2 separate regions of the Mus musculus genome follow, and region 1 is linked to region 2. A link is a contact called in public HiChIP or PLAC-seq data. All regions are on one chromosome and are shown on one strand. The core of a region is the stretch at or near the end of the contact, and the rest is flanking DNA. Distances in the headings are between cores, read along the strand shown.

Region 1 (2,938 bases), core at 307-2,806, 420 kb after region 2:
CCCATAAGAAACAGTGGAATTCACCAGGCAGTAGTGTTGCACTCCTTTAATCCCAGCACCCAAGAGTCAGAGGCAGGCAAATCTCTGACTTTGAGGCCACACTGGCCTACAGAGTGTGTTTTAATACAACTAGAGCTACACCAAGAAACCAGTGGGGGGTTGGAGAGATAAGGAGGAGAAAGAGGAAGACAAGGAGGAGGAGGAGGAAGAAGAAGAATCGGAGGAGAAACAAACAAACAAACTGGAGTGACAAAAAAAAAAAAATCCAAGACTGGATGATCACTTTCAATAGAGAAACTGTACGGTGTTCAATGACTACCACATCGTGACAGAAAGGGGGAGAGGAGTTTCCCTCATCGAATCAGCATGACATAACTTTAAAGTCTAACACGACAAGCCTCCAACCACTGAAACCTGCTTACTGGCCACCCAAAAACTTTTCAAAACTGTTGCAACTCCAATGTGGGCGCGCAGGAATTCACCGGGGATTTTATAATTCTTACACCTTCAAGCAATGGGTGCCAAATCTCATCAGGGCCTCACTGTCACTCCCCCATCACTTCCTCTTCGAAAGATAACTTGAGAGGCATCACAACACTGCACAACCTGTCCAACTGGGACGCGCTGCCTTCATTCACAAATGACCCTCGCCTGGTAAAGGACATTAACTTAAAAAACAAACAACAACAACAACAACAACAAAAGCATGGCCCTGGGTACAAGTTCTTTTCTAGCGCCAAGAGAGAACCCGTTCTTGGTGTAACCCGGTTCAATTTGTCACTTCACGTCCGATCAAGAGGGGCAGAACTGTGAAGGAAAAGCCCGGGCCTGGCCTGCTCAGGAGTGAGTTATAACGGTTTTGAGGAACTGGTCTCGCCGGCTTCTTGGGAAGAGGCCAAATAAACTCATCAAGTTTTTGTTTTGCTCTTTTGAAAAGTCTGGGTGGGACTAACTCTCACTAGGAAGTGGGCTAACTTCTTTCCTCCCAAAAGGGTGCTAGAAGGCAAGCTTCCCTTCATTGTGGACTAAGCCCCTCGACCTCTGAGCGCACCCAGCGTCCGCGTCTCCCCAGGTTGCCGACGCGGCGACCACCGCGCGGGGGGCAGCAGGCCCGCGGGACCCGCGTCCCGTCTGCTCGCCCGACCCTCACTGGGCTCCCGGGACAAAGCGGGCCCCGCGGGCCCTAGCCCGGGCTCGCGCGCACTCACCCGACAGCTCGTCCGGCTCCAGCCCGGTCTCGGTGTCCAGCCCGCAGATGACAAAATAGTCGGCGAAGCGACTGGGCGCCGAGCCCCCTCCGCCGCCGCCGCCGCTCATGGCTCCGGGCCGAGCGGGGCAAGCCGCGCGGAGCCGAGCCCCCGCCCCCGGCCGCCCGCCCGCCCTCAGCCGCCGCTCCCTCCGCCGCCGCTACCGAGGCTCCGGCCGCCGCCCCCGGGCCTCGCCGGGTCCTAGCGGCCGCCGCTGCCGTGCCGGGGCAGGGGGGCGCCGGGCCACCCCGCGCCGCATCCTGGACGCTGTCCTCTGCACCGCGGCCTGAGCAAGCCTGAGGAAGGGCGGAGAGCGGCCGCCCGCCCCACCGCGGCCCCCCACCCGCCGCCACCGCGTGCGCACGCGCGGTCGGGGAGGGGCGGTCGTCGGGCGCAAAGGATGACGTGATGCTCTTTGGGCCCCGGGGGCCTGGGCTTCCAGAGCAGCCACCACAGAGTGGCCAGCGGTCAGCTGCTGGGATCCCGCGACTGCAGCCACCTCCACGCGACTGCGACACCCTTTAGAGAAATCGGATGCGGTGTGCGGAAAGAGTGGGCCATGGTGGCTCGTGCTGGCCGTGTCACCGGCATAAGAGCTGCAGGGCTGAACTGTGAAGCCCACCGAATCCTGCTCCTATACTGTCACCACAGAGCAGCTTCTCCTTGTCACCTCTCCTCAGTGTCAGCTTTCCCCAATAGATCTGAGGAAACTCTGTTCTTTGGAGAGAGTGGGTCAGCTTATCTTCTATTTACCTTTAATTTGCAGATAGGGAAACTGAGGCTCAAAAAATGCAAGAAACAACCCTACGCTTGAATCCTGCGCTAGCTCACTGCCCCGCACCCCACAAGCAGGGCTTCTTCCATGCACCAAACTCTCCCCCTTTCATGAAGCCCCAGAAGTCTCCCTCCCCCTTCACTTAGTTCTTTTCATGCTCACAGAATTCTCTGTCCATTCATCCATCTATCCATCACCCTTCATTCATTCATTCATTCATTCATTCATTCCTTTCTTCCTTCTAGTGAGAATTTGCTTGTAGAAGAGAAAGGGTGGCTGAACAGGTGAAACCTCCTGGTCCTTGTCTCTTGTCTAAAGAACAGACCCTCTGACTTCATTTTCTACAGAAGCTAGCCAGATGTGTCTTCTTTTGGTGGTTGGTTGGTTGATTGATTTGATTTGGTTTTTTTGGATAGGGTCTCACTTATAGACCTGTCTGACCCAGAACTTGCTATGTACCTGTATTACCCTGATGCAATACTCTTTCTTCTGCCTGCTCAGTGCTGGGCTTAAAGGCCTGCATCATCACACCAGGCTCAGGTGGGTCTGTACTGTAACATCAGAGGCCAAGGAAGAGAAACTGTAGTGGCTGCTAGCATGGGCTCTAGAAACAGTCCCCCAGTTTGAATTCTGACTTATAATGTACAATATGATATTGGCAACTTACTTATGTAATTTCTAGGTGCCAACAGGCATGATTTTTGTCAAAGTACAAAATAAATGCATGTATAGGTAAAGTGGTGAGGATTATACCCAGAACATAGAAGGCACTCCATAAATATTATATACATTGTCATTGTTGTTACAGAATAGTGTGCGCCAGGTTTGCTCTGGCAGGCAGCCAGCTAAGGACTATAGAAGGCAATTGGCTTCCCCAAGGGCTGAACCTGGGCTCTCTCCTGGGTTCTGTCCCAGT
Region 2 (2,913 bases), core at 199-2,698:
GCCAGGCAGCTAGGTAGTAAGCCAGGCTTGGGAACACAGGATTCTGAGAGCCCACCTGTACTTGCTCTGTACGCCCTTTCTCTCACATAGGCATTTTTCTTATCTAGGCTATCTGCAGACTCCTATGAGAGCTGTCACGGGGATGGGGAGAAAGTCAGCATCTTACCTTGGAAAACAAACCGAAGCAGCCTAGGCGGCTGATGACACAGTACACCTCTGGCAACCGAGGCCCTTTCCCACTTGGCTGGAGAGGAGGAGAGAAGGAGAGACAAAGACTGTGTGAATACCACAACTGTCTCATTTTCTCTGGACCCGATCATTAAGTATAGTCCTTCTAGTAAGGATGACTCCAAACATCTAAACTCAACCAGATTCCCAAAGAAAGGCCACTCTCCCCAGAGGGCACACTCAATCTCCTGCCAAGCTCCAGGTAGGCGCTATCCTTTATCCCAGGAAAACAGTTAGTGGCTAGCAGAGGACACAGCAGCATGGCAGAGATTACAGGGTGATTTGTGAATCTACACCCCTAAGGATGCTACCCAAAAGGATGTGATGTCAAGAAGGACTCATGACTTTTTTTAAAAAATTTAATCTTTTTTGATTAATTCATTTTATTTTATGCATAAGTGTTTTTGCTGCATGTTTGTATGTGTATCACAGGTATGCCCTGTGCCCATGGAGCCAAAGGAGGGCACTGGATCCCCTGGAACTGGGGTTTCAGACATTTGTAAACCACCATGTAGGTGCTGAGAATCTAATCAGAGTCCTCTGCAAGAGCAACCAGGGCTCTTAACCACTGAGCCATCTCTCCAGCCCCTAAGAAGGGACTGTGGACACTTTTAGGAACAGGACATGTGGCCTTATCTCTCCCTCCCCATCATCATGAGGGAAACTGCAAAATACCTCTTTTCTCCCTTTGATCCGAGCCCAAGGAAGGCAAAAGCAAAACAAGAGAAGGGAATGACTTTCTATGAAATGTTTCCTAAAACAGAGTCCTAGCGCTGGTACTATATACAAAAAGAGTATGAGAGTGGCATTATCACCCAGTTTTATAGAGGAGACAGCTGAGTTCATGAAGATTAAGCCATTGCCTAAGCTTGCATAAGTAGAAGGCTGTAGCCAGGAGTCTGTGCAGCCTTTCGTCTTGCTGTCTTACCTCCAAACATGCTGTTTTCTGATAGGAAGGAGGGAAAGGAACACAGACACAGGGTAGAGGTATGCTATGAAGTGAAAGAGAACAAAAAGGAAAGGGGTTTAAAAGGTTCGTAGCTGAAGGAAGAGAAACATACTGTGAGCACCCCAGGCAGGCGGGCGCAACCCTGTTAGACTAGAGTGAGTTCATTCTCCAGCAAGGAGCTGGCAGGACCCCACGGCCGCCTCTGGGTTCAGAGGCCTGGAGTGCCTGGCAAGGCCTAGTGGGGAGGGAGCAAAACAGCAGGTGCTGGCCCCTCATGCAGGCTGCTAAGCAAATACAGATGGGGCTATTTCAGTCTCCAAACCTGCTGGCCACAGTCACAGATCTAAAGAGAAGGCAGAATCTGTTTTGTCCATATTAGGCTTGAAACTTACTCCTCTCTCTTTCCCTTCCCCACTCCCCACCTCCCCTAAAGCCCCAAGTGATTAAATCAAGTATGTGGGATTTGGGTTAGAATCATTGTGTCCAATCTGCAGGAATGCCGAGCCAGTGCCAGCCCCCTTGGCAGGGACCCAGCCCAGGCCCTCTCTGAGTGCGCCAGGACAAACATGCTCTTCCCTAGGGGCAGCAGGCCCACTGCAAAAGAGCACAGCTCTGTTCCATCCCTGTGCTGTCAAAGGCAGCCTTTACGATGTTCTCCAATGCCCTAGGGATCCAGGCACATGCTGGTCTTTGCCTGACTCCCAGCCTGGCATCTGGACCCCTTCCCTGTCCCTCAGCACACACGGCATTCAATATCCAAATATCATTTTCTCCCTAGATCATCCTCTGGGGGTTGGGGTAGGGATTCAAGAATGCCAGACTGGTGATAAAGGATTTGGAAGTCAGTTCTGGCTCGCACCTCACAGTTGTGTGACCTTGGGCAAGTCATTCCATCTTGGAGTTTTAATTTCTTAATTTACAGGGTCAGAGTTAATAGTACTCCACAGGCTATCATAAAGATGTTTAAAAATAAGAGACATAAATCCAGTGAAGCATCTCTCCTGGAACATGACAAATTCTAAGCAAAATTTTACTTCCACAGCCCTTCCATTCAATACTAAAAGTTGGCGTCCTCTACTAGACTAGCTATGGTACACCGAGGGTAGGATACATGCTAGACTTTTGTGTATATACTTTTAGGATATGTCCTGACCTACAACAGGTATACAATGAATGCTTGTGGATGGATGGTTGGATGGATGCCCCGAAACCCTTCTTTTAGGACTCTTAGGCTCCTGTCTAGGATCTCTCTCTAGACTGGTAGCTGACACAGCCTTCTCCTACTAATACCTGGAAACCAAAGAACATTGTCAACAACCCAATGACTGACCTTTGAGGAAAATAAAAGGGAAGACAGGCCCTGGGGTCTGTTCTCCCACTAGTTCTTTGTAGATCTACAGCAACCCCCTTCCCCGGAATGATAGAAACAGAGATTGCTCTTTGGGGAGAAAAAAAAGTTTTTATTTTCAAAAGTCAACATCTTTCCCCTAAGTTCAAAATTTTTCTCCAAGAACCCCAGAGGAGGTATGCCCCTCAGTCCCTGCTCAGACTGCAGCCCTACCAGAGCATAGATAGAGCTCCTCCCAACATCATGGCCAGGCGTGGAGTGAGTAAATATAAACTGTGGGGTGACATGATCATATCTAGAGGTCAGCAATCTAAGATGACAATCCAAGGAAGACGAATACAGAGAATAGTCAAGAAAGCTAAAATGATTTACAACCAAGCAGAAGTTG

What was found. HiChIP or PLAC-seq counts read pairs in DNA pulled down with a chosen protein or histone mark.
Region 1: an H3K27ac HiChIP or PLAC-seq map of stem cell-derived neural progenitor cells shows a contact between it and region 2. The contact joins the promoter of Dennd5a here to the enhancer-like site in region 2. A contact is called at or near these places in 3 of 39 promoter capture datasets (the C10 cell line and cranial neural crest), 5 of 484 Hi-C or Micro-C datasets (CD8 T cells, the HL-1 cell line, embryonic stem cells and 1 more), 1 of 115 datasets of contacts at active chromatin or transcription factors (stem cell-derived neural progenitor cells) and 1 of 9 other capture datasets (embryonic stem cells).

The regions. Positions count from the first base shown.
Region 1 is chr7:109,958,866-109,961,803 of GRCm38.p6, forward strand. It overlaps Dennd5a (DENN/MADD domain containing 5A), which reads right to left and starts at 1,557. Exons shown (of 23, transcript NM_021494.1): 1 at 1,209-1,557. The coding sequence starts at 1,317.
Region 2 is chr7:109,535,128-109,538,040 of GRCm38.p6, forward strand. It overlaps Denn2b (DENN domain containing 2B), which reads right to left. Exons shown (of 20, transcript NM_001001326.1): 12 at 167-244. Among named protein-coding and RNA genes, the nearest start is that of Snora3, 16 kb to the left of the region's middle. Within about 2 kb of position 1,449, at least 96 of the 459 cell types and tissues checked have an H3K27ac peak or open chromatin away from gene starts, as enhancers often do. A contact at or near this core is called in stem cell-derived neural progenitor cells and uterus, where this site is marked.